4 separate regions of the Rattus norvegicus genome follow, and all the other regions are linked to region 1. A link is a contact called in public Hi-C data. All regions are on one chromosome and are shown on one strand. Each heading gives the region's core, a stretch centred on a gene start, on an enhancer-like site or on the middle of the called end of the contact. The rest is flanking DNA. Distances are from core to core; before and after follow the strand shown. Region 1 has its middle 37 kb from the start of Basp1. Region 2 holds the start of Myo10 (myosin X). Region 3 has its middle 34 kb from the start of Myo10. Region 4 has its middle 66 kb from the start of Myo10.

Region 1 (5,975 bases), core at 1,394-3,893:
AAAATCAGCATGGGTTTGTATTTCTATGTGTTTCTTCAATTACTGTTTAATTTTATTCAGTACTTTCAGAAATGCTTGTATGTTTCAACTCTTCAGAAGTTCACAGGGATAAGGGATTCTGCTGGGGAGGTTGATCCTAGGGACATTATCCTTTAGGTCCAAACCCTAAGGCAGGACTCATGTTGGAGACAGGCAGTGGGGACACTGAGTACCATCAGCACAGTGATACATCTAGAAAATTGGCTACTGACCTTCCCATCTCAGGAACAGGCAGAGGCAGGACACTAAGGGAGAATACTTAGCCCTGCTTGTTCCGCTTATTCCAATGGCTCTCAGGGGCAGGGTAGCTTTTTCTCAGAATGGAATTAGGCAGAAGGAGGAATTCTTGTATGTGTCAGAACAGGAGAGCATGACAAGGTCCTTGGATGATTCTATTTGAGATTTATGACTTCTCAGAAACCAGAGCCATTTCTGCCTAAGCTGTGTGCCTAAACACATTCTAGGAAATACCTCGTTAAAATGGTGATTTTGTCCCTGTGTGAACACTGTAGATTTGCAGCTACAAATCCGGACGGTACACTCTACTTCACACATAGGCTATACGATACAACTTTCTGCTTCTGGGTTGCAGCCGTGAAGCATTTAAGTACACCATGCTATGGGTAATGGTAACTCAATGGGGATGTGACTCTAAGAGGATAGACTAGCAACACCAAAGGAATTTTTCAGTTCTGCTGCCTCTCACAGGACCACTGTTACATCTGCCTGACACCCGTCCCCCACCAAGGCCTCACACAACACAGAAGAGCTCCTAAAGTCAGCTGCTTATTTATCCATTATCTATCTATCTATCTATCTATCTATCTATCTATCTATCTATCTATCTATCTATCTATCTATCTCAAGACAGGGTTTCTCTTGGTAGCCATGGCTGTTCTGGAACTTACTCAGTGGATCAGGCTGGCCTCGAACTCAGAGTCCTGCTTGCCTCAGTTTCTTGAGTCCTGGGATTAAAGGCATGCACCACTACCACAAAGTATCTGTATGTCAGAGGGAGCTAGGGATCCTTTCTTCTGAGTTCTGTAACATGGGGGGCTCTTCCTTTGCATCTCAGAGATCTGTTATCTTTATGTTCTGTTTTCTCTCCCTCCCTCCCTTCTCCTTCTCTCTGCCCTCTCCTCCCTCCTTCCTCCCTCCCTCCCTCCCTGGCGGTTTTTCCCCTGTCTAACAGATTGAAGCTAGAATTACGCCCTTGCTAAGGCACTACTCTGCCGATAACCTGTATGCACAGTCTAGATGCTGTATCTTTCCCTTCTTGCCCACTTAAGAATAGGTAAGATCACAGCAAATACTCGGGGTGATTCAAGGGAGCACGGTGGTTTAAGCACCCAGCAGACTGTGTAGTTTTTAGGTATTTGAGGAGAACTGCAAAGTCACACACATGGCTACAGAAGTCACCAAGAGTTGTTGACTTGGAGAGGGAGAAAGCCAATGCTCTGTACTAAAAAACGATTGGGGTTGAAGAGAGAAAGGGAGGGACAAGCACAGGGAGAATGTCCCAGGACCTTGTGTTAATGAAAGGTCTCTTCACAGGGTTCCTCTGTTCCATCGGCTTTTTCTGACTTTGGGGTCGGTCCTTAGGCTGCCAGAACAAATACCACAAGCCGGGTGACTTAAACAACAGAACTCTATGTTCTCAAAGTTGCAGCGGCTAGGGTCTAGAATCAAGGCCTGGGAAGGGACAGTTCCAGGGGCTTCTGGGGATGGTTCCAGGGGCTTTCAGGCACTAGCCGGTCACCACTTTGCTCCTGACTGCTGGGCTGTCACCTGTCCTTGGTGCATCTTGTTTTATAGACATGCCACCCCAGTCTCTGACTTTGTTGTTCCATGGCCTGTCCCTCTGTATCTCTAAACGTCCTCTGCTCAGAAAGACGTCAGTCACTCCGGACAAGGACTCTCCCAGCTGACTTCCTCTAAACTTGATTACATCTTTCCAAAGAGCATCACAGAAGATTTTGACGCAGTTTGGAATGCTGTCTTACACTTAGCTCTGACCAAGTGAACAGAAATGTTCAGTCGGCCCCAGGCACCGCAGGGTGGGGTTTCTAATGGCGGGGAAGCCCAGCATGCAAGCACACATTGGCTGAACTTTGTAGAAGATTTCTGTCCAGGTTTCCGTTTGCCTTCTCCTAGCCCTTGGTATTCAATTCCTAGTCTGAGAATTTATTTTTAGCATAATGAATAATTTATGTTTTAAAAATGACTAATGAAAAAGAAATCAACCACTTTGGACTGGACAGAGCATGAGTGTCTGGTCTCTGGCCCTCTCTTCACTTTTCTTCCCATTTGCTGCTTCGTCTGGAAGGAAAGTGTCTACTTGACCTTTTTTTTTTTTTTTCCCTGTCACACGACCCCTTCCACAAGTAGGTTCTGCCCTCTTCGGGGACGCACATGCGACGCATTATGAAATTAAACTTCTGCTACTCCTAAATCTCACTTTCAAGTGTCTCCGAGTTGCCAATGTTTTCTTGTTTTCCCAGCGGTAGTGGAGTCGGGGATGGGGATGGGATGAGGGTGGGAGTAGCATGGCACAGTGTAGGATGTTTTTTCGTGATATTTTGGGCCTGAAGCCTTGTGCACATTCTTGGGATGGTTCGGTTTCCGGGGCACATGCACAGTGACCTTACTTAGTTTTGGGCCAATCCTGCTCGCTTGAGTCAGCTACTTTTTAGCAACTGCGGCCAGAAAAATGCAGTTTTTTTTTCAGGAGTGCCTTCTGAAATCGTTTTTCTGTGTTACGTCAGAGAAACAGTGGCATTTCGTTTTCCAAAAACAGTTCCTTTTATAAACTGTTAATAAAATGACCCGTGTTACCCAAATTAGGGGTTTTGAGTTTGTTCTGCAGCTTTTTTAAACTGAAGCGCCCCCTAGCGGGCACTTTGTGATATTTATGCTTGTTCTGGTTGAACAGTTTTTCTCCAGGTTTCCAAAAAGTTTCTGTTAAGCTACTACAGAGAACCACATGGGGTGGATGTTTCATAAATCAGCCAAAAAGAAAAGAAAGTTTTATGGGATTTTAAAAATATTTTATCTGTTTTCTTTCATTTTACCATGTAATTGAAAACAGTTTCTCTGAACTGACCACTAATATGGACAAGTATTTGGGAAGAGACCCTTGAGTCTCTGGTATGGTATGCAGATGCCCCTTTAAAGGTAATGTCCTTGAAACCAGAACTCAGGGGTTCATCGTGTGTAAGGGGATTGTCTAAGAGAAGCATCCTCCTGAGTTATAGAACTTGTTCCCTACTGGCCTCGGCTTGTCAAGGGCTCTTATGGGGTGGACTTCTGAGACCCTTGGAACCTGGGGGACTGACTGCTTGGTTAATGTCCCCACACCAGCACAGAGCCTTTTATGAATCCCTACGGACAGCTGGAATGTGTCCCACCTTCAAGACCTTATAGGAAAGATCCCATGGCCTCCAAGGAAGGACATTTACAGATCCCCAGATTCACTGACTAAAACCACTTGGTTGGAGTTTCCCAGGTGACTCTGAGGTTGATAATTAGCCCCAGAGAGGCAAAGGGTAATCGGAGGCTCACTGAGCCTACAACCCCAGGCTAAGTGTCAGAGGGTAGACAGGGTGACCTGGAGATCCAGTAATGCACCATGTCGCCCTGTGCCTCATAGGATAATGACATTAGTGTGTTTACCTGTCGTGAGCGGAATAAAAGCCAGCAATTTTCTTTTTGAGAGTCTTTGCTGGACTGGAGTCCGTTTACTTTTTTGTTCAAGCCTTCTTTTCCTTGGGCTCATACATTTTTTAAAAAATATTTATTTATTTTATGTATGTGGGTACACTATCACTGTCTTCAGACACACCAGAAGAAGGCATCGAATGCACACTACAGATGGTTGTGAGCCACCATGTGGTTGCTAGGAATTGAACTCAGGACCTCTGGGAGAGCAGGCAGTGCTCTTGACCACTGAGCCATCTCTCCAGCTTAGGCTCATACCAGGCATCCCTTGTTTAAAGGTTTGATTAAGCTCGGGGCACTAAGTGCTCCATGTGTAAGTGTGAGGGGCTGAGGTCAGAACCCCGGAGCCCATGGCAAGTATCTGTGATCCCCCTGCTTCTAGGGAATGATGAAAAGCTGAGGCTGGAGGATGCCCAAGAGCTCACAGGCCATTTGGCTTCTTGCTGGATGCAACAGGGGACAATAAGAGGAGACTGTCTCAAAGAAGGGAGGAGTCAAGGACCACTACCAGGAATGGTCTTCTCTGACTTACACATCTACACATGTTTCCCTCTTGCACACAAACATGCACACACATGTCCTCGACCATCACTCAGGCATATGCGTACACTCAAGATAAAAAAAAAAGAATTAGATTCTGTGGTTCTTCCTGTGGAGTCCCTGTGGGAGGGAGCTGTGTGATGGGGGTGGGGGAGGACTGGGAGGAGAGGGAGGCAGATATCGGTATGTAAAGTGAATAAATAAAATAAAATGAAAATACTACGAAACCACGTTAAAATGAAGTTTTATCCTAAATATATATGTTCAGCTTTTCCTACACTCGACGGCCTTCGGACGCTTGTTTCAGGGAGGCTACAGTTCGCCATGGTAGATACAGGACAGCTCTTGGGGTTCGTGCTGCTCTATCTCCAGTGCACACAGCCGCTGTCTTTCAGCCGCTGCTTTACCTCCTGACCTTCTGCATTAGGTTTTTTTTTTATTTAAAAAACTAATGTGTCTACTGGTATTTTGCAGTGTAAAGAGTTGAATGATGACCCCTCCTCACCAGTTATCCCCAGCCCGATCTCCAGAATATATGGGCATTTCCATGTTTGCAGACATATGAGTTAAAGCTCTGGGGATGGGGAAGTTACTGATCACTTGTGTGGGACCTAATGCATGACAGGTACCCTCTTAAAGACATGTGTATGTGAGGAGGAAGATGAGGAGGAGGAGGAGGAGGAAGAGGAAGAGGAAGAGGAGGAAAAGGAGGAGGAGAAGAAGATGAGGAGGAGAAGAAGACTGGTTTGATGGATCATGAGCCCGGAAATGCTAACAGCCCGGACATGCTGACAGCAGGCAGGAGCTAATAAGAGGCAGGGGACATTTCCCCCAGCACAGCCACGCTGACACCTTGACTTCTGGCCTACAGGCCTGGAGGAAGTTATATCTCATTCTGAGACTGCATTCCTCACACTTCCTGATATACAACAGCCAGTCACGGTTTTCTTAGTTAATGCTACTTCCAACTGCTAACATTAGAAAACTGGCTCGCCAATTATCTGCCAGTCTGTGTCTAGCACTGGAGATCTGTGGGATTTTACCAGCTAGCTGAAAAGAAATGGATTTATTTTAGCATCACACAATTTGGAAGCAAATGCTAGGAAAGGTAGAGAACAGATCAAGAGGCCACGTATATCTGTGTAACCCTGAACGTAGGGTTCCAAACAGACCTGAGTCCTGTGGGAGAGAGCAAAGACTGCACGAAGCTCTACCAATTCCTGTGTACATGCTGTGGGTAACTACACTCACAGGTCACTGTCACAGGTCAGGTCAGGGTGCTATGTGCTCTTGGTACATACGCTCACAGGTCACCGTGCTGTGTCCAGGGTGGATACACTCGCAGGTCACTGTGCTGTGTCCTGGGTGGATACACTCACAGGTCACTGTGCTGTGTCTTGGGTGGATATACTCACAGGTCACTGTGCTGTGTCCTGGGTGGACACACTCACAGGTCACTGTGCTGTGTCCAGGGTGGATACACTCACAGGTCACTGTGCTGTGTCCTGGGTGGATACACTCACAGGTCACTGTGCTGTGTCCTGGGTGGATACACTCACAGGTCACCGTGCTGTGTCCAGGGTGGATACACTCACAGGTCACCGTGCTGTGTCCTGGGTGGATACACTCGCAGGTCACCGTGCTGTGTCCAGGGTGGATACACTCACAGGTCACTGTGC
Region 2 (5,975 bases), core at 2,324-4,823, 200 kb before region 1:
TTGGAAAGGCTTGGCGCCCCACCGTACTCCAGACACAACCACAGGCCCTTGGCTCTGGGGATGGGAACACAGAGCCCACTTAAAACCTCCACGATTTTGCACAACAGTCTTGTCATTTGCAGCTGAACCTTTGCTATTTACTCTGTGTGTGTGTGTGTGTGTGTGTGTGTGTGTGTGTGTGTGTGTTTTATTGTACGTAATTGCTTCTCGTTACAGACATACCTAAACCTAGTTTCTGCCTGAAGTTAACTTTTTAATAACGTCACAGGAAGTGCTGCAAACAGGAGCTTTCCTACTTGTGAGCGCACACAATTAACTCAAGAGAGGCCATAAAAACTTAATGAAGGCCATGAAGAAACTGAAACTTGACTGGGGAGTTTGGCACGCTCCCTTTCACCAATCCTGGAGCGAATTTTGAAGGCAGCCGTGTCAGCTGATTGGCACAAACCTTGCAAGCTTCCCTGGCCACTGGCCCCTAACAGGACGCCTGATCCCAGTTAAACCAGGCAAGTGCAGACAAGAAGCACACACGGGAATGAGGACCATGAGGCAACTGCTTCTTTCTGGGCAGCTCGGCTGGGAGTTGTTTTGTGGCTATAGTGCCTTCAGTAACATCTGCACACATTCTGGGGTGTTGAAAGTTGAGAGGAAGGTTACATGAATTGAGTGAGTGACGGTCGGAGATGCCGCCCTGTGCTATGGGCGTAGACCGCCTCACCAGCAAAGAGGTACCTGGCCCCCAATGTCAAAGGTGCTCAATTTGTAAAGCCCTAGTCAAGGTCTATGCAGCAGCTGCAAGGAGTCACAAGTGTTTCCTACTTCCCTGTTATCTGCCTCATACATGTAAGACCTCACTCGGTTATTTATTTATTTATTTATTTATTTATTTATTTATTTATTTTTAGTTGTTACCATGAGCTTCAAATTGTTGGCTAACCAGCAACAGGTCATTACCTCTAAATCACAGAGAAAAGTTAACAAAAAGCAAAACGCTGCTCAGTGTGAAGGAAGGCCTATAAGCTAGCTGCCCTTGGACATTATGTCATCCCAGTGCTTTCTAGTGTAACAGGACAAAGGAATACCTTCACAGGACCATTAACAAAGTGATGCTCTAAGACACTGAGGTAAAGGGGCCAATGTGGGGACTGTGTCTCCAATCACTACCATTGTTTAGCTTTTTCACCTGTCCTGCTGTTATGTATAGAGCAGAATGCTGACAGATGATGAGAAATCATTACGATAACACTAGAAATCATGATGAAAATATGAATATATATATATATATATATATATATATATATATATATATATCCATCCCAGAAATACAGCAGCAAAGGGGAAGGGCTGTGTATCCATTCTTCAACCTTGGGCTAGTAACTTACTAATCTTTGGGTTAAGATTCCTCATTAGAGGGGGTTGGGGATTTAGCTCAGTGGTAGAGCGCTTGCTTAGCAAGCTCAAGGTCCTGGGTTCGGTCCTCAGCTCCGGAAAAAAAAAAGATTCCTCATTAGAAATAGAAAAAATGAAATAGGCAACCAGTAAAGACAACTTCAGTGCTATTCTGACCACAGAGATCTCCTCACAGAGAACCAAGGTAAAAAAAAAAAAAAAAAAAAAAAAAAACGAGTTCTCGGAATTACTTAACAGCCCCATAACTTAGAAGCAAGGATCCAGGAACTGTTAATGGCATTTTACCAGGAAGTTTCCACCACTCACACTAGGGGGCAGAATTCTACCCAAGGGAAGACCTTGGTCTTCAGGTTTAGGGAGCCTTGTCGCCCAACAACTACACACAAATTTTCTAAAAGATCACCAAGTCAAGAACTATTTTCCCTAGAGACAAAATCTCATTTTTCTTATATATAAAAGCAACTAAAAACTCAGCCTAGCAGTAATTCATTGTTGCGTACCAACTCGAAAGTCCTGCCTTCCTGTAGGTATGAAACAAAAGCCCACAAACTGGAAAACGCTAAGGGGTCTCTATTTTCTATATACTTCTCTTCCTCTAAGTGATGGTTAATTTCTTTCCAGGATGCCTTTTAGGGTGACAGAGACAAACACTTTGGTAAAAGTCAATTCGACCATTATACAATACACCACTGTGGCCATTCTAAGTAGCTATCTGAGAATACAGTAAGTGAACGTCAGACCTTGAAACACTATAGCCAATTAACTCTGTTAAGGCAAGTTAACTAAAGCGGAGGGAGGCAAACTCTCACTACTCTGGTTTGCTGGAAGATTCCAAAGCTGTCCTGGATTCACAAAATATCACCCTGACTTTCAGCAAAAATCTCATCAGCCTCCCCCAAGTCAGCTAAGTTTACTCTGAGCCACTTCAAACCTCAAAACTTAAACAGAATTTATTAAATAATCACAACCAAGAAAGGAATCGGTGCCAAGAAACCAGAGCGGCTCTCCATCCCAGGGGGAAAAGGAAACTTTCAAGTCCCGTCTCAAGTAACTATGGTGTCCCGCCCTCAAAGACCCTAAAGCGAGCATCGGTTTCATCTTCTAAAATAACCATTGTTTGCCTTAAACGAGTTTTGTTTAAACTCGAATTCACGATCTACCAAGAAAACGGTATTAAAAACAGGATCATCTGTCTCGTGCTCTGAAATTATCCGCAAACCGGACCTGAGCGGCGCTGGTAAAGTATGGACCCCAAACTTGAAGGCCCAGGGAGGCAGGGCACTAACTGACTGGAGCCAGCCGGCCGGCTCACACTTCGTTAGCCGGCTCCTCTGGAAGCCACAGGAAGCCCGCACGTTCGGCAAAGGAAGTCCCAGACCTTTCTTGGAGCAAGGCACGTCCCGGCTGCGCCTTTTACCGCGTTTCCTGCACCCGGGCCGACCTCCCCGCAGCTCTCCCCCGCCCGGCGCCCGGGGACTCACCTGGCGCGGCGTGTCAGCTAGCCACCCACGCCCGGGGACATGCGAGCGCAGGACAAACTCAAACCTGCCTAGGCTTACTCATCCTAGACTCGGGGCCGGCGGAGGGAGTGGGGTTTCAGGAGACTCCCACAAAGTTTCCCCTCCTGGGACGCGCAGGCGCCGGCCGGGGCGCGCTCGGTGTGCGGGTCCCGGTCCTGGTCTCAGCCAGGTCCTCCCCGCCACTCACCTCGGGAAAGAAGCTGTCCATTGTTCCGGCGCCCGCACCTTCCCAGCACCGCTCCAGTTGCGGAAGTCAGAGCAGCGGCAGATCCCGGGAATCCACGCGTGTCACGGTGCGCCTCGGGGCGACTCCAGCCCGCGGAGCCGCCGCGCTGCCATCCCCCGGTCGCTGCTGCTTCTCCGCACCTTTTGTCCTCGTCTCGGACCTCCTCCGTCCCAATTGCAGCCTTTGTCTCTCCTTCCTCCAAGTTCCTCACTTCTGGGCGAAGTGCTCCCGGGCGGAGAACAGCTGGTGGCACATTCTTCCCCGGCTGGGGGAGGGCGGCAAGGGGCTGGCGACCCGCCTTCCTCCCTCTGAGCTCCGCCGGGGGCGCTCGGTCCCAGAGGGGGTTGGGTGGAGGACAGCGGATCACCAGCAAGCCAACAACGGTGAGCACTCCGGCCCCAGGCGCGGCTGGCTCTCGCCAGCTCCTGGGTCTCGCTTACCCCTGTGCTCTATCCGCCCCGCCCTCAAGCCCCGCCCCCGACACGTAGCCACGCCTCCTCTGGACCTGGACCCGCCCCCGGAACCTGAGGAGACTGAGCGCCTGCTCTCAACTACACACAACCCCGCCCACTTGGCGCCTGGTTACGCCCACTGTAGCCCCGCCTATAGCCTGCTCGGGCTTCTCACTTGCCGCGCCCTCTCCCAAATACCACCCAGACCACGCCCACCGGATGCGCGGCCCCGCCCCTAGGAGCCCTACCCTCTGCCTTCCCTGAGTGCGGCGGGCGCGCGGGATTCTGCTACCACCTAGATCAACCCTGAATCCCTGGAGCCGTGTCCTTCTCCTGGTTCTTCTCAACACTTGTCTAGGCTCCATTAGATGACTTGACTCTTCCCTCTAGAGACTAGATAGTTAGGCGTGATTGAAGGGGGGCCCTTCGGGGGTGAATGTTAGACACTCCCAAGAACCTGCTCCACGTGGATCTCATCAGTGCGGCTCTACCGTTGTGCGATCCCCGGGACAGGAAGCGGAAAACAGAGGAATCTGAACTTTTGAAAGCTGCTTTTCCGTGTCGAGTTTCTCTGCCCCAAATCGGTTTTGTGATAGCCGCAGGGAAATGTTTTGTACACGGGAAGGGGACGCGTCCTATAGCACCTTAAAACTGTAACCTCTTTTTCTGGACGTAAAGGAAATAGAGCAGATGGAAGGGAGATGGGTAAATGCTCTCGTTCACCAGGAATCAGCCCTGGTTCTCACCAAGACAACCCCTCCATCTTTATTATGGCCAGGAATCTGGGGATCCTGTAGCACAGACTGGGATTCCTAAGTCTGCTTTCCTAAAAGGAGTCCAGATGGCCCTCCAAAGGTGGTGCTAACTCCAAACAGCGCAGAAGGAGTTTCCTTCTGCAGCGGTTTAGCAAGACCAGACAATCCAAGTATTAGATCTATGAACCCTTTGAACCGACCACTGGGTGTAGTCAGACTTACTTACTCGGGAGTCACAGCTGGTCTAGCAGCGGATTGTTTACTGGCATACTGGGAACAACAATGAACTGACTTGAGAAGTTCCCTTTAAGGGATTTGTCAACTGCTAGCAGTTTGAGAAAGATACTTTCCAGGGAAATGATACACCCTCACTCTCCCAAGCTGCACCCTGCCTGGTTAGGTACTCGCTTCTTAGGTTTATTTCAGATGTTGTAAGATTAATCGCATATTATGGCTTTTTCTTGATGTCCTATTCACCTGCAGGGAGGGTCGAAGCTTGTAGAGGAAGGGTGTTGTGCTCAGGCTGAATGCAATGGCTGAACACATGAACCATCTTGTCCTCCTTATTTGGGAATTTAAGCATTATTGTATCTCGAAGCATTTCATTAGGGTTGGTATCCCATCTCACCACTTTGGAGAAAGAGTCGAAGTGTAAACGAGTTAATGATACTATGCTATGTGACTGGTTTCTTCCACAGGTTTACACTAGGTTGAAGGAAAGTTAAGATGGAGCCAGGACAAATGTCAACAATTCCCAACACAACCAAAGTGCTTAGTCAAATGAGTTTTGCCACCAGCTGTGTTCAAGCAGCCGGCCGATTAAGCCCATTATGGCATTAATCTGCACACATCTCTGCAAGAAAAATGATTTAGGCAGTTCATTGGGGTGTGTGGGTGTGAACCGGTTCCCAGCATCAGTCCTGCTCCAGACTCGTTGGACAGCCTTGGCCCCTGGCCTTTTAGAAGTCACCATCCAAGCCATTCCTAGCTCATCTGCTAAAACACATGTGCTATGTTAATACTATGCTCGCTCGGTAATAGAAGAACCTGGAACTACCTAACTATGTGGTCGCTCTGGACTTTTCCTTCTTTTTCTGCAAATTTAAAACTAAAAACAAAACAAAACCTAGGTTTGTTCATTTTTATTTAGCGACAGGATCTCGAGTATTCCAAGATATTCTATTATTCTCTATGTAGCTTAAGATGACTCTGGAGTCTCCTGCCTCTAACAAGTTTGGAGCACCATGTCCAAGTTTGGGGTGCTTTTGCTTCCTGGGAAAAGAACCCAGGACTTTGTGTGTTCTAAGCACACACTCTATCAGCTGATCTATACCCCAGCCTGTCGTTGAGCCTAAGTACCTCATGTACCTAAGTAAACTCATGGTGCTTCTGTCTCAGCTTCCTGAGCAGTGGCATTATAGGCCTGGGCCTACACAGTAGGCTGGGTATTGTTGTTTTTATATGATTACACTGACCTGTCTTCAGACACTCCAGAAGAGGGCATCAAATCCCATTCCAGATGGTTGTGAACCACCATGTGGTTCCTGGGAATTGAACTCAGGACCTCTGGAAGAGCAGTCAGTGCTCTTAACCACTGAGCCATCTCTCCAGC
Region 3 (5,975 bases), core at 2,520-5,019, 170 kb before region 1:
AAACTGTCTACCTGTTTAAAAGCTGCTTCCTGGAATTCATACACCATTTTGTCGTGATGATCTCAGTGCATTCTGGGAGACCATGCTTACAACTGATTGGGTATTTACTGTACCTCACCAACAAATTCATTTACTGAAGTTCCATTTTACAATGTTATGCTTTTGGTAGGTAAAGCCTCCGAGGAGATAATTGTTTTCTGAGGGTGGAGGCCTTGACCTAATTACTTAGAACTCACCCATATTAGCAACCTAATCTTGAGCTTCTTGACTGTAGAACCACAGTGTTTTGTATTCTGTAGTAGAAGGTGTCTACTATGTAGCCAAGGCTAGCCTTGTTTGATCCTCTTGCCTTAGTCTCCAGAGTGGTGGGATTACAGACTCCAGCATTTCCTTCTGCTTGCAATGGTTGTTGATGATGGACTGAAAAGGGAATCCTCTGCTTGGTATTACAGAGTACCAATGACTCACTCGGGACTCCACCAGCCTGGCCTTAGGGAAGCACAGTAGTGGATTCAAAGCACAGAAGCCTTCTCTTGCCAGATTCTCTAAGGAGTAGATTGAGGACAAAAGTAACAGCATAGTAACCAGAAAAGAGGCAAGACTCCCACTAGTACCTTCAGAATGGGGTTGGAGGCTGAGAAGAGGAATGGAAGACTCCAATGTAGCTTTGCTCATCAAGTCTTTGAAGTCTGGAGAGAAGGGCATGGGAAGGGTGGGTCTAGGGGAAACTGGAACAAAAGTTGCAGGAACAAAGATCCTATCTGTGGTGGTTTGCATGAGAATGGCCCCTATAGACTCATGTGTTTGCACAGTTGGTTCCTAGTAAGTGGACTGGTTTGGGAAGGATGAAATGTGTGGCTGTGTCAGAGGAGGTCACTGGGAGTGCAATCTGAGTATTCAAAAAGACTAGCCATTTCTGGTCTCTGTCTGCCTGTCTGTCTGTCTCTCTCCCTTTCCCTCTCCCTCTTTCCCCCTCTCTTTTCTTTCTCCTCCTTTTTGTTTGTGCTGTGATTTTTTTTCAACACAGCCTTTCTTTTGTTAAGGCCTAGGTAAAATGTTAAGGCTTTGGTAACTGCTACCTGGCTAGCCTGCTATTATAAGGAAACTTTCTCATATGTTGTTTCTGCTGTTACTGGGAAAAGTTCTCTTGCCTAAGTTGATTACACATTCTGTTATGTTCTGCACTTTTGGAAACCAGTCACGATAGAAGTCAGTAGAACTGCTTTGTACAGTTACCCACACAATAGGTTTAGACCCAAACCAACCACCCAGCATCACTTCCTGCACCCGTGTATAAGCTTTTATGATATTTACCTTAATAAACTGCCTGTGGGATGGACCCCAACATAAGAGAGATACCCACATCTATTTAAAACGAGACTTCTATTTTGAGTAGGGATTGAGTAAAATTTAAGGTTCCAAGACATCCTACTGTGCAGAAAGAGGCATATACATGGGTTGATGATATCCTGGTAGACAAGTTAAGACAAGAATGTTAGACAAGGCAAGTCCCCTGCCACAGTTGAATACCTCAACCAATGGGAACAGGATAAGTGTACAACAAAGTGATATCCCTAAGGACATCCCCTATCTCTGAATCCTGATTGGTGGGATAACTTAGCACAGACGTTTGTGGATTTTAGGCTTAAAAACCCCATAGGCTCTGAACTCTTGGACCTGAACCATGTCCCTGACTGATCAGTCTTGGGGTGTAGTGTTCAATAAATCATCCCCATTTGGCTGAGATTTGTGTTTGAGTGGTTTGTGCAGTGATTCCCAGCCCCCAACATCTTTGTGTGGCTCTGGCTGCCCTGAAACATACTCTGTAGTCCAGGTTTGCCTCATTCTCAGAGATCTGCCTTCCTTTGCCTTTCTGGTGTTGGGATTAAAGGCATGAGCCAGCATGCGGGGATCCCAGTGTATCTTTGTGCCTTTAATTTGTGGCAAAACATGAGCTCTCAGCTGCTCCTGCCACAGAGCCTTTGCTTTCCCATCATGGACTCTGGCCCACTGAAGCTGTCAGCCCAGTCAAATGCTTTACTTTACAAGTTGTCTTGATCTTGATGTTTTGTCTCAACAATAGAGAAGTCACTAATATACTGCCTAGCAATTCACCATTTCAGCAGGAAGTAAAGGCAGGCTATGTCACGTTTCTCCATTTTTCAGGGCTCATTACTGAGTCCTGGGGCTGTGGCATCTTCCATAAGCATAGGCCACAGTCTCAGCTGGGTGGAGTGAGTCTGTGCACAGACCATTAGACCCAGACCCAGACAAGCTAAACCCACTGCAGCAGAGCTCGTCTTTTACTCCCATTGGTCTCTGCTATAATCTGATGACTGACACATTAGCTCCAAGGGGATATAGTGATGAGTAGAAAGGCAGATCCAGAGAACCTATCTTGATCTTATCAGAAAGATGACAGACCTGAGCTATCCACATTAGTTATTAGCAAAATCATAAGGCATGGGAAAGCAGGTAAGCAAGTGGACCACACACACACACACACACACACACACACACACACACACACACATCATGAAAAAGGAGGCAGATGAGTACTACCTGGGTATGAGTGTGACAACCTAAGAAACAAGAAAATGTCCTGGTATGTTGTAATTATAGCATACCAAGTGTCTAATGCGTTCTAGGCATTGTTTCAAGTTTTTTGCGTGTTCTATCCATGCACATGACATGAAGTATTATTATCTTGGTTTTGTAGATCAACCGTGGTCAGGTATCTGAGAAGCAGCAGGTGGCTGGTGGATCTGCACAGTTGAACTTCAAAGGCCTGGTCTTGAACATCTTCCCTAGGCTGCTTTACAATAACTCACTATATAGTCTAGACAGACTTTAAATCCCATGATCCTCCTGTCTCAGCTTCCCTCATATTGGAAGTAGAAGTGTATACCACCATAGCAAGCTGTAAATTTATTTATTTTTTTCCTCACATTTGCTATCTTTAGAAGCCTGTGAGCTCTCTCCTTTTGACTTGCACGGGTGTGAAGATCTCACAGCTCCTTCAGTAAATGTCCAAGCACATACCTGAAAAACAGTGACCACCACATAGCCAGAGAGTATGAGCCCACGGAGCAGACCAAAGGCTAGTCTGGCCTTAAAAAAAAAAAAAAAGTAGCTTCTTTTGTTTTAATGAGCAGCTTCCCTGTACGATTTTGTGGTGAACATACAAATTCCCGTTGCTAGTTTGAGCTGAAATTTGGCTTCATCCTCCACCTGGACATTTTCCTTCCTATAGGCTGTCATCAGAGCCACTGCCAGCTACCCAGGGTTACCACCTCCCTTCCCCCACTTAGTATGGCCTTCATCTCAGTGGCCCCGAATGCCGTCCAAGGAAGGCGTGTCTCTCTATTTGACCTTCTGCGACAGCAAATTCCTCTAGCTGACCACAAGCAGCATTGAGAAGTTATTTCCTTTTCTTTTTCTAAATCTTTTTAACCAGTTACTCTCTTCTAGAGGACTGTCGTTGGGAGAGAAATAAACGCAATTGTTATTTTATTGTTCGAGTGGTGGCCAAGGGACAAAAGTTGGTTTAAAACACTTTCAGAATCTCTGTTTCAATTTGAAAGTTTCTTTTTTTCCCCCTAAATGTAGAAATAGGTGTCCATTTTACAAGTTTCCTAAAATGAAGAAAACAGGGCCTGTAAACAAAATGCCCCTGGCCACAGAGGGCGTTGTAGTCTCATACTCCTGCAAAGAGGACTCGGTGCTGGAAGGTAAAAGGTCACATTCATTGATCACATTAGCAATTTGGCATTAGTAAATGCTTTTGACACCTAAGCCACTGGTAGCCAAAATCAAATTTAGGTCCCTGCACTGTGTTGATTCCTGATCATTTCTGTCTCCCAGACAGAAAAGGCAAGTGGAGCGTCAGGAAGGCGCCAAGATAGCTGAAGCTCAGAAGGCACGAGAGGAAAAGTCAAGAAAATTCCAAAAGGAAGTCTTACTCCTGCTGGGGAGATTTCTCCCTCTAGTTTTCTCTGGGTTTGAGGAGGACCTAAAAAGACAAAACACAAAACCTTTTTAGCAGTGTGAGCAATCTAGCTCTAGTTCCCTTTCCGGAAATCCCCCCACCCTGACTCTGGCATTTTCCAAAAATCAGTGAGAGTGCTTCCCGCCCTCCAACCCCACTGCGCCTGCCTCTCATCTCTGAAGGAGACATTGAGTTCATCTGAGGAGTAACAGGAAAGAGCACTCACGGCAATGGGCTTTTCAATATGATGTATTTGTATTTGATTGACAAATCAAAGAGAGAGAGAGAGAGAGAGAGAGAGAGAGAGAGAGAGAGAGACAGAGACAGAGACAGACACAGAGACACAGAGACACAAAGAGAGAGACAGAGACAGAGAGAGGGGGGGAGGAAGGGAGAGAGACTTTACTGCTTTATTCTGTAAAGGCATACACTCATTCAGAAACATGATACAGAAAATTATGAACACTAAAACCTCTAATCATCTAACACCCTAATGCCACCCAATAAATGTTAGCAATTATAGACAACCCTAGGCCCATTTACTCATTGGAAGAACAGATAATTTGTATGAATTAAAATGACTATTCAAAGTTGACGATGTCCGCATGATGCTTTCTTTTATTTAAGAACGGGAAAATCTGATGGAACAAAAGAAATGTCAGAACCTCCCCCAACGTTTTGATAGGTATGTGCTTTGTTTTGTCCAAGCTGAAAAGAATGCTTTGTCTTTGTAAGCATAATTTCAACCATGTTTTACCATCAGCTCCACATTCAAATGAATTCAACGTTATTGATATGATCCAGTCTAGTGCATTGTGTGCATTCGGGTGTGCATGTATGGTGTGTGTGTGTGTGTGTGTGTGTGTGTGTGTGTGTGTGTGCGTGCACCTGCACGTGTGCGCCCCTGTAGGGACCAGAAGTAAATGTCCAATGATTCCTCTGTGGCACTCCATCTTGTTTTTTGAGGCAAGGTCTCTCACGGAACCTGGAGTTCTGCGTGTGCTAACCCAGCTGGCCAGCAAGCCCTCAAAATCAGTCTGTCTCTGGTTTCCCAGCACGAGGAGATCTAGGCATAGACACCACAGGCGGCTGCTACATACGTACTGGGGATCTGAACCTACATCCTCCAGTCTGGACAGCAGTCACATTCTTAATATTCAAGAAATGGCTGCCTTTAGACCTGCATACAACTTAGCCTTTGAAAGGATCGATTTAACCAGCTTGTGTTTTACAGTTTAATTTCTATATATGTAATTCCTGAGAAGACTTTTTTTCTGGCTATAGATTCAGTTTTTCATTTACTTCTGGAATATTGCCTTCTGTGGCAAGCAAGCCATCCCCAGACCCAGATGGGCATGGTGGGAAGAGTTCAAGGTACTGTCAGAACACCAAGAGGGATGTCACATCCTGCCCCCAGGTTCCTATGCCTTCTTTAGGCATTAATTTAAGCATAAAAACAAGCTACCGCTTAGTGTCATCCACCTGTGAGACACTCGGAGATGGAGTCCTGGATCCCACCGCAGCCTACAAAGTCACAATCTGCATTAAACAGAGAGAGAGTCTGAAGAGTGTTGCTTTACCCAACTTAAAGCCTGCCTGGCAAATTGACAAACTCCTATCCCACACATTTCTAAAATGGCATCAGGGTCATAATCCCCAAGGTGCTTAAGTGCAGGTGTGCCTGTCCCCAGCACCTGCTCCTGCAAAGCATCTCATACGGGCCATCTGGGACACAGCTAGGGAATTTGCTCCTTCAGAAAGTATTGCAGGATGCCTGGCTTTAAGGGTGCTTTAGAACATATATTTACACACACACACACACACACACACACACACACACACACACACACACACATACACACACAGCCTTTTACATATTCATAGCACATTATCCTCCTGAGGTTGTAGTACTGATATGTATTCTAAAATTAGTTCTTAAACTTAACATTCTTGCTGGGGGTCTGTGTGGCAGGAAGGACATGTGCCA
Region 4 (5,975 bases), core at 1,409-3,908, 130 kb before region 1:
TCAGTCCATGTATAGTCTTTGGTTGGTGGTTTTAGTCCCTGAGAACTCTGGTTGGTTGGTATTATTGTTCTTATGGGGTTGCAAGACCCTTCCAATGGGGACCCAGTTCTCAGTTCAATGGTTGGCTGTGAGAGTCCGCCTCTGTATTTGTTTAACTTTATATGTTTGGCCTGCTGTTATATTGATAGACTGTTTTCCATGAGTATGTATATGTATATGTGTCTGTGTGTATATGTATGTATATGTACTCCCTAAATTGTCAGAGCTTTATTCCTGTATGATTTTAGATTGATAAATTTAATATATGCTGTGTATATATAACATGCATATGGATATATAGTATATACATATACATACACACACATATCCCATTGTTCCTATAGTATTAACTAGATACTACTAGGCAAGATTTCAAAGTAACTTTTTGTGTAGGTAAAGGGGGCTATTTTTCCAGGAGCATGTAGACTGACATCATAATGAAATTATTCCTCGGAGGGTAACTAGCTAGGTGATTTATTTGGTATCTTGTTGTTGCAATTATTTTTTGTGGGTGTGGCAAACTTTATTGAGAGTAAGGAGGGCTCCTTAGGCCTCTCTTGGTATTTGGGGGTCTGGGATGGAAATTGTGAGGGAGATGCTCAGTATTGAGGGCTGAGTTGGGACCGGGACTCCTCAGCAGCCAAGGGTTTCTCTCTTGCTCTCTGTGTCCTTGCTGGGGTAGGTGGTCCAGGGTTTCTTACTCCTTGGAGGCAATGTAGGCCATGAGATCCACCACCCTGTTGCTGTAGCTGTATTCATTGTCATACCAGGAAATGAGCTTTACAAAGTTGTCATTGAGAGCAATGCCAGCCCCATCATCAAAGGTGGAGGAGTGGGAGTTGCTGTTGAAGTCGCAGGAGACAACCTGGTCCTCAGCATAGCCCAGGATGCCCTTTGGTGGGCCCTCGGATGCCTGCTTCACCACCTTCTTGATGTCATCATACTTGGCACATTTCTCCAGGGGGCATGTCAGATCCACAACGGATACATTGAGGATAGGAACGAGGAAGGCCATGCCAGTGAGCTTCCTGTTCAGCTCTGGGATGACCTTGCCCACAGCCTTGGCAGTATCAGTGGATGCAGGGATGACGGTAGTACAATCTTGAGTAAGTTGTCATATTTCTTGTGGTTCACCCCTATCACAACCATGGGGGCATTGGCAGAAGGGGTAGAGATAGTGACCCTTTTGGCCCCACCATTCAAGTGGGCTCCAGCCTTCTCCATGGTGGTGAAGAAATCAGTAGACTTCACAACACCAGCACCACCCCATTTGATGCTAGCGGGATCTCACTCCTGGAAGGTGGTGTTGGGCTTCCTGTTGATGCTAAGCTTCCCAGTCTCAGCCTTAACTGTGCCATTGAATTTGCCATGGGTGGAATTGTACTGGAACATGTAGACCATGTATGTAGTTGAGGTCAATGAAGGGGTCGTTGATGGCAACAATCTCCACTTTGCCAAGTGCAGAGCAGAAGGCAGCCTTCATAACCAGGCACCTAACACAGCCAAATCAGTTCATACCGACCTTCACCATCTTGTCTACCAGACAAGGCTGGCACTGCATGAGAATATGTGGCTGTCTCTGGAACAGGGAGGGGCAGAGAACCTTGTTGCTAAAGTTCTAAGAAGAAAAAAAATAATATTTGTTCTTTTCAGACAAAGTCCCACTCTGTAGAACAGCACAGCCTGAAACTCACCCTGTAACTCAGGCTGGCCTTGAACTCACAGCAACCTCTTGCTTCAAACTTCACAAATGCCAGGGTTGTAGACACAGGCCACCATGTCTGGTTTAAAAGAATATATTCTAAGAGTGGGAAAGGAATCCACTGACTACAGAGAAAGAGGCAAGGGCAGAACACATGCTGGTTGTTTGCACAAAGTTACACATATTTTTAGAAAAACAATGCTTCCCCGCAGTCTAAGGTGGCATTTGGCTATATTGAGATATGACTAAGGACTAAGGCAGCGAAGAAAAATCCCCACCCTTGAGGAAGCTTGCTGGTCACAACATCCTGGTGCGCTCCAGGGGGCAGCTCAGAGTCACAGCCTTCTTGCCCTTGCTGGCACAGGATGGTCTCATTGCACATTTGTCCCTATATGTCATCATTCCCAGGCCCTTTTTAAGGTACAAAGAAACAAACTTAAGACAAACAAATATTCCTGTTGATCAGTGACTTTTTGATGTGTATCCAATGTCAACTCGTTCCCCTGATATTTTAGAAGCAGAAGCTAAGGGTGAGAAACCACAGTTGGGATTTGTAAGCACAAGTGCCAAGGATTCAGTAGACGTTGGTTTAATTATTCGAATCACTCGAGCCTGTAATACCGGAGGCTAGACACTAGGCTCACTGCTTGGAAGCCCTCAGACCATTCAGTCTCTGTGCTTTTGGGGGTTGACTGTATGCTAAAAAGAGGAATGTCTCAGCAGTCAAGGAGAAAAGACACCTGGCAAAATAGGTTAGTGCCACAAACTCCCTCATCTAGAATGGAGTTTCTAGAAGGAAATGCCGTACAAGGTGCAAATCAGATCTGAAATGTGGGTCAAGGTTAGTTAGGAAGTGGGCAGTGGGAAAAGAGTGGGTGGAACTGTTTTGGGGGGAGGACACTCATTTGGAACAGGGCATGGGATTTGTCACTAAAAACCACTGGAATTTAACTCTAACCAATAACTGTTTTTGTCCTTACTGTGTGCCAAGTTATGTGTTGACAGCTTCATATGCATTGTTCCCTTATTCCGTTGTTTTACTTTTGAAAGGTGAATGTTCTATGCAGATTAAAAAAATGCCTAGAGAAATGGAATCAGAATTTAACTCCAAATACATATTGAGGAAGGAGGAGAGCAAGAAGGTGATGGTGAGGGTTCTTCATTTCAAACAGTTTTACCTGTCTCTTCTCAGGACCTATGCCCAAGACTGTGAGTTCAGCTGCAAGTCCTTCTGTGCCTGGAGCCTAGGACTATAGCTGGTAATGCTGAACGAAGAGAAACGCCCCAGCTGTTCCCACAAAAGCAAGTGCTGCTGGTCAGTTATAACATGATAGATGTGGGTAGATGGGACAACAACTGTTCCTTCTTGGTATGTGTAGAGGCTTGCACGTTGAGATCAGAGTGCTAGCATGGTCGCTTTCTGCTGTGGGTCCGTGTGCTTTACACGTGGCTGCTTTCTCTGTGCTCCTGTAGTGGAGAACACAGAGAGAAGCAAAGTGTTTCAGGACTCTCAACAGCCCTAATCCTATAGTAAAAGCTTTTCCCTCACCCTGAGACTGACTTTGGTGAGCATGTAGTGATGATGATGGTTCACACTCTGGAAGAAGTGGGCAGGGCTATCCCATCCTCAGGGCTTCCCCATCACAGACTGAGGGTAGTTCAAAACTACCTTGACCCTAAAGATGTTGGACTTCAGTTTTAGTTTATTTTTTATGAGCATATGAATCATTAGATTTCATTGTGGTACTTTTCAGGCAAAGAGTTGTTGTTGTTGCTGCTGTTGTGTTTCTCTTTCTCTTACTTCTTCTCCATTCCTTTTCTGTTTTTGTGCCTCCCACCCAATCTCCTTCCCTTTCTCGTGTGCTATGTGTCCTTATCCCTCCTCCCCTTGCTTGTCCTTGCTTTTCCTGCTTTTCTCTCAGGGCCTCCTATCTATTGCAACAGCCCCATATTCTAGTGAACCCCTTCTCATAGCCCCCCCTATTTACACACACACACACACACACACACACACACACACACACACACACACATACACACAGATATTGAAAATTAGGATGTGTGTGAGAGAGAACAAGTGACTTGAGTCTTTCTGAGTCTGGGTCACCTAACTTAATATCGTACTTTCTAGGTCTGTCCATTCTCCTAGACAGTTCATAATTTCATTTTTTCTCTAAGCTGAGTAAAATTCCACCATATTTATATACCATAGTTTTAATTCTCATCCTTCTTGATTGACATCTAGGCAGGTTCCATTTTCTTGATACTGTGAATAATAGGAGACACAAGAACTTCTAACTCTTAGCAGACAGAGACATTCCTAGGTATCTTTTTGCTCAGGACCTCCAGCCCCCACAGACTAACACTCATAATATTTGAAGGTCTTTATGGAGTCAAAGATACTAAATGGCTTCGTTTTTCTGAACTATAAATCCCCTGTTGGAAGGGACTTTTCCACACTGATATTTTAGAGGGAAAATGTAAGGGAGAGTCGTTATGTGAGCATCTTGGGGTGAACTTAAACAAACCTAAATGGTGTGGTTCATCCTCCTGACAAAGTGTAATTGATAAAGGGCTTTTGCTATGATCTAAGCTATCCAGTCATTCAGGGAATCTAGCCCCACCATCCTCTACCTCTTTGCCCCGGAAAACCTTTACCTCATTTTGACTGGATGAAGAAGTCCAAAAGCAAATTCCAGGAAGTGACCTTGCTCCTGGCTCTGTGAGAAGAGATCATCAATCCAGTTCCAAACCTCCCTTAACCCTTCTCCCAGAAAACAGTACACCAGACGTTCTGTCCTGAATTTGGGACATGTCTTGCCATGCATGGATCAGATGTCAAGCACAGCAGATGTGTATGTTTCAGTGAATATGGAAACAGAGGCATGTTGATGGCTGCCTCTAACAGAAGACTTTCTGGACCATGGTCGATGCAATTTGAAACAAAATGAGGTGAAAATGTAGTTATTAATGTCAGAGGTATGCTCTGAGAAATGTGTCACTAAGTGGCTTAGTCATTGTGTGACCATCTTGGGATGAACTTAGATAAACCTAAATGGTATGGGTCAGTGACTCAGTGTGGCCTTTGACACCATCATGGGACACAGCAGTTACCAGTCATGCTATGGAATACTGACTTACCTTGCATTTATTTAGAAGTGAATAAGTAGCCTCTAAAATAACACAGTATAGTGATATATAAATAAATACATAGTCATTTATTATCATTCTCAAGTACTACCCATCATACAGAATTGCATCTGCTATTGCCTGCTGTGACTGGTGGCACTATGCCTGTTAACACAAGCACCACATGAACACTGTGGGAGAACTCTGGAGAAGAGCAGTGAGAGACTGTCTTCGATGTGTGTACACTCTGTCGCTCTCTGTCTGAAAATAATGAGAGCAAACCTTACAATTGCTAAACTTATAAACTTAAAAACAAAGTTAGGAATGTAGGCATATGCCTTCAGTCCTGGTACTCAAGAGGCCGAGGCAGGAGAATAATTGGTTTCAGGCCAGTGCAGTCTATGTATCGACCCTGTCTCAAATGTAAAACAGAATAAGCTGGATGTGGGAGAGGCAGAGACAGGATTTGTATGAGTTTGAAGCCAACCTGGTTTATGTAGAGAATTCCAGGCCAGCCAAGGCTGTATAATGAGACCCTGTTTCAAAACAAAAACAAAGAAACAAACAATGCCCTCCACCCCAAAACAAAACTAGAATAAATATCAAGCCCAACCATATTCTTAAAAGGATAAAAATACAGCAAAGGTGAAAAAGAGACAGAGTTATCTAGAATCCTATTCTCCATTCCAAAAATGGTTAAGTCTTTGCATATAGAGAAAGAAAATGGCCGTAAATTGACACTTTCTCTTAGGGAGATTCTACACAGTAATACCTTAATAACCATTAACTGCAGCAGTCTGAACGCAATGCTGGCACTGGACAGTGAGCCAGTGTAGTGTTCTCATTGCAATTCTGAATCAGCTCAGACTGAGGTCATGTGACATTACATAGTTCTTCTCTGAGCTCGACTTATGACTGTCCCAGTTTTTGGGACAGCATTAAATGTCTGTCTGTCAATGACTAGAAGCCAGTGGTATTGTTTTCAGAACATTCATGAAGTAACAACTAAAACAAGAGTGGCCTGATACTGTGCATTTAAGAAGATCATATAATACCCAAACATTTTCTTATCCAAAGGAGCTGCCTAACTGTGAGAGCATTTAGA

What was found. Hi-C and Micro-C count contacts between places; a contact is called where the count stands out from the background.
Region 2: a contact with region 1 is called in a Hi-C map of Schwann cells, with 6 times the contacts expected there. The contact joins the promoter of Myo10 here to the enhancer-like site in region 1. A contact is called at or near these places in 10 of 12 Hi-C or Micro-C datasets (the A7r5 cell line, the Rat2 cell line, Schwann cells and 6 more).
Region 3: a Hi-C map of liver shows a contact between it and region 1, with 5 times the contacts expected there. The contact joins two enhancer-like sites. A contact is called at or near these places in 3 of 12 Hi-C or Micro-C datasets (kidney, liver and psoas muscle).
Region 4: a Hi-C map of the A7r5 cell line shows a contact between it and region 1, with 4 times the contacts expected there. The contact joins two enhancer-like sites. A contact is called at or near these places in 2 of 12 Hi-C or Micro-C datasets (the A7r5 cell line and the Rat2 cell line).

Annotation. Positions count from the first base shown.
Region 1 is chr2:77,627,974-77,633,948 of GRCr8, reverse strand. No RefSeq gene overlaps it. Among named protein-coding and RNA genes, the nearest start is that of Basp1, 37 kb to the right of the region's middle. Within about 2 kb of position 2,643, at least 17 of the 93 cell types and tissues checked have an H3K27ac peak or open chromatin away from gene starts, as enhancers often do. A contact at or near this core is called in the A7r5 cell line, Schwann cells, hepatocytes and 2 more, where this site is marked.
Region 2 is chr2:77,829,130-77,835,104 of GRCr8, reverse strand. It overlaps Myo10 (myosin X), which reads right to left and starts at 3,573. Exons shown (of 41, transcript NM_001401822.1): 1 at 3,118-3,573. The coding sequence starts at 3,138.
Region 3 is chr2:77,794,530-77,800,504 of GRCr8, reverse strand. No RefSeq gene overlaps it. Among named protein-coding and RNA genes, the nearest start is that of Myo10, 34 kb to the left of the region's middle. Within about 2 kb of position 3,769, at least 6 of the 93 cell types and tissues checked have an H3K27ac peak or open chromatin away from gene starts, as enhancers often do. A contact at or near this core is called in liver, where this site is marked.
Region 4 is chr2:77,762,059-77,768,033 of GRCr8, reverse strand. It overlaps the pseudogene LOC134485722. Among named protein-coding and RNA genes, the nearest start is that of Myo10, 66 kb to the left of the region's middle. Within about 2 kb of position 2,658, at least 15 of the 93 cell types and tissues checked have an H3K27ac peak or open chromatin away from gene starts, as enhancers often do. A contact at or near this core is called in the A7r5 cell line, where this site is marked.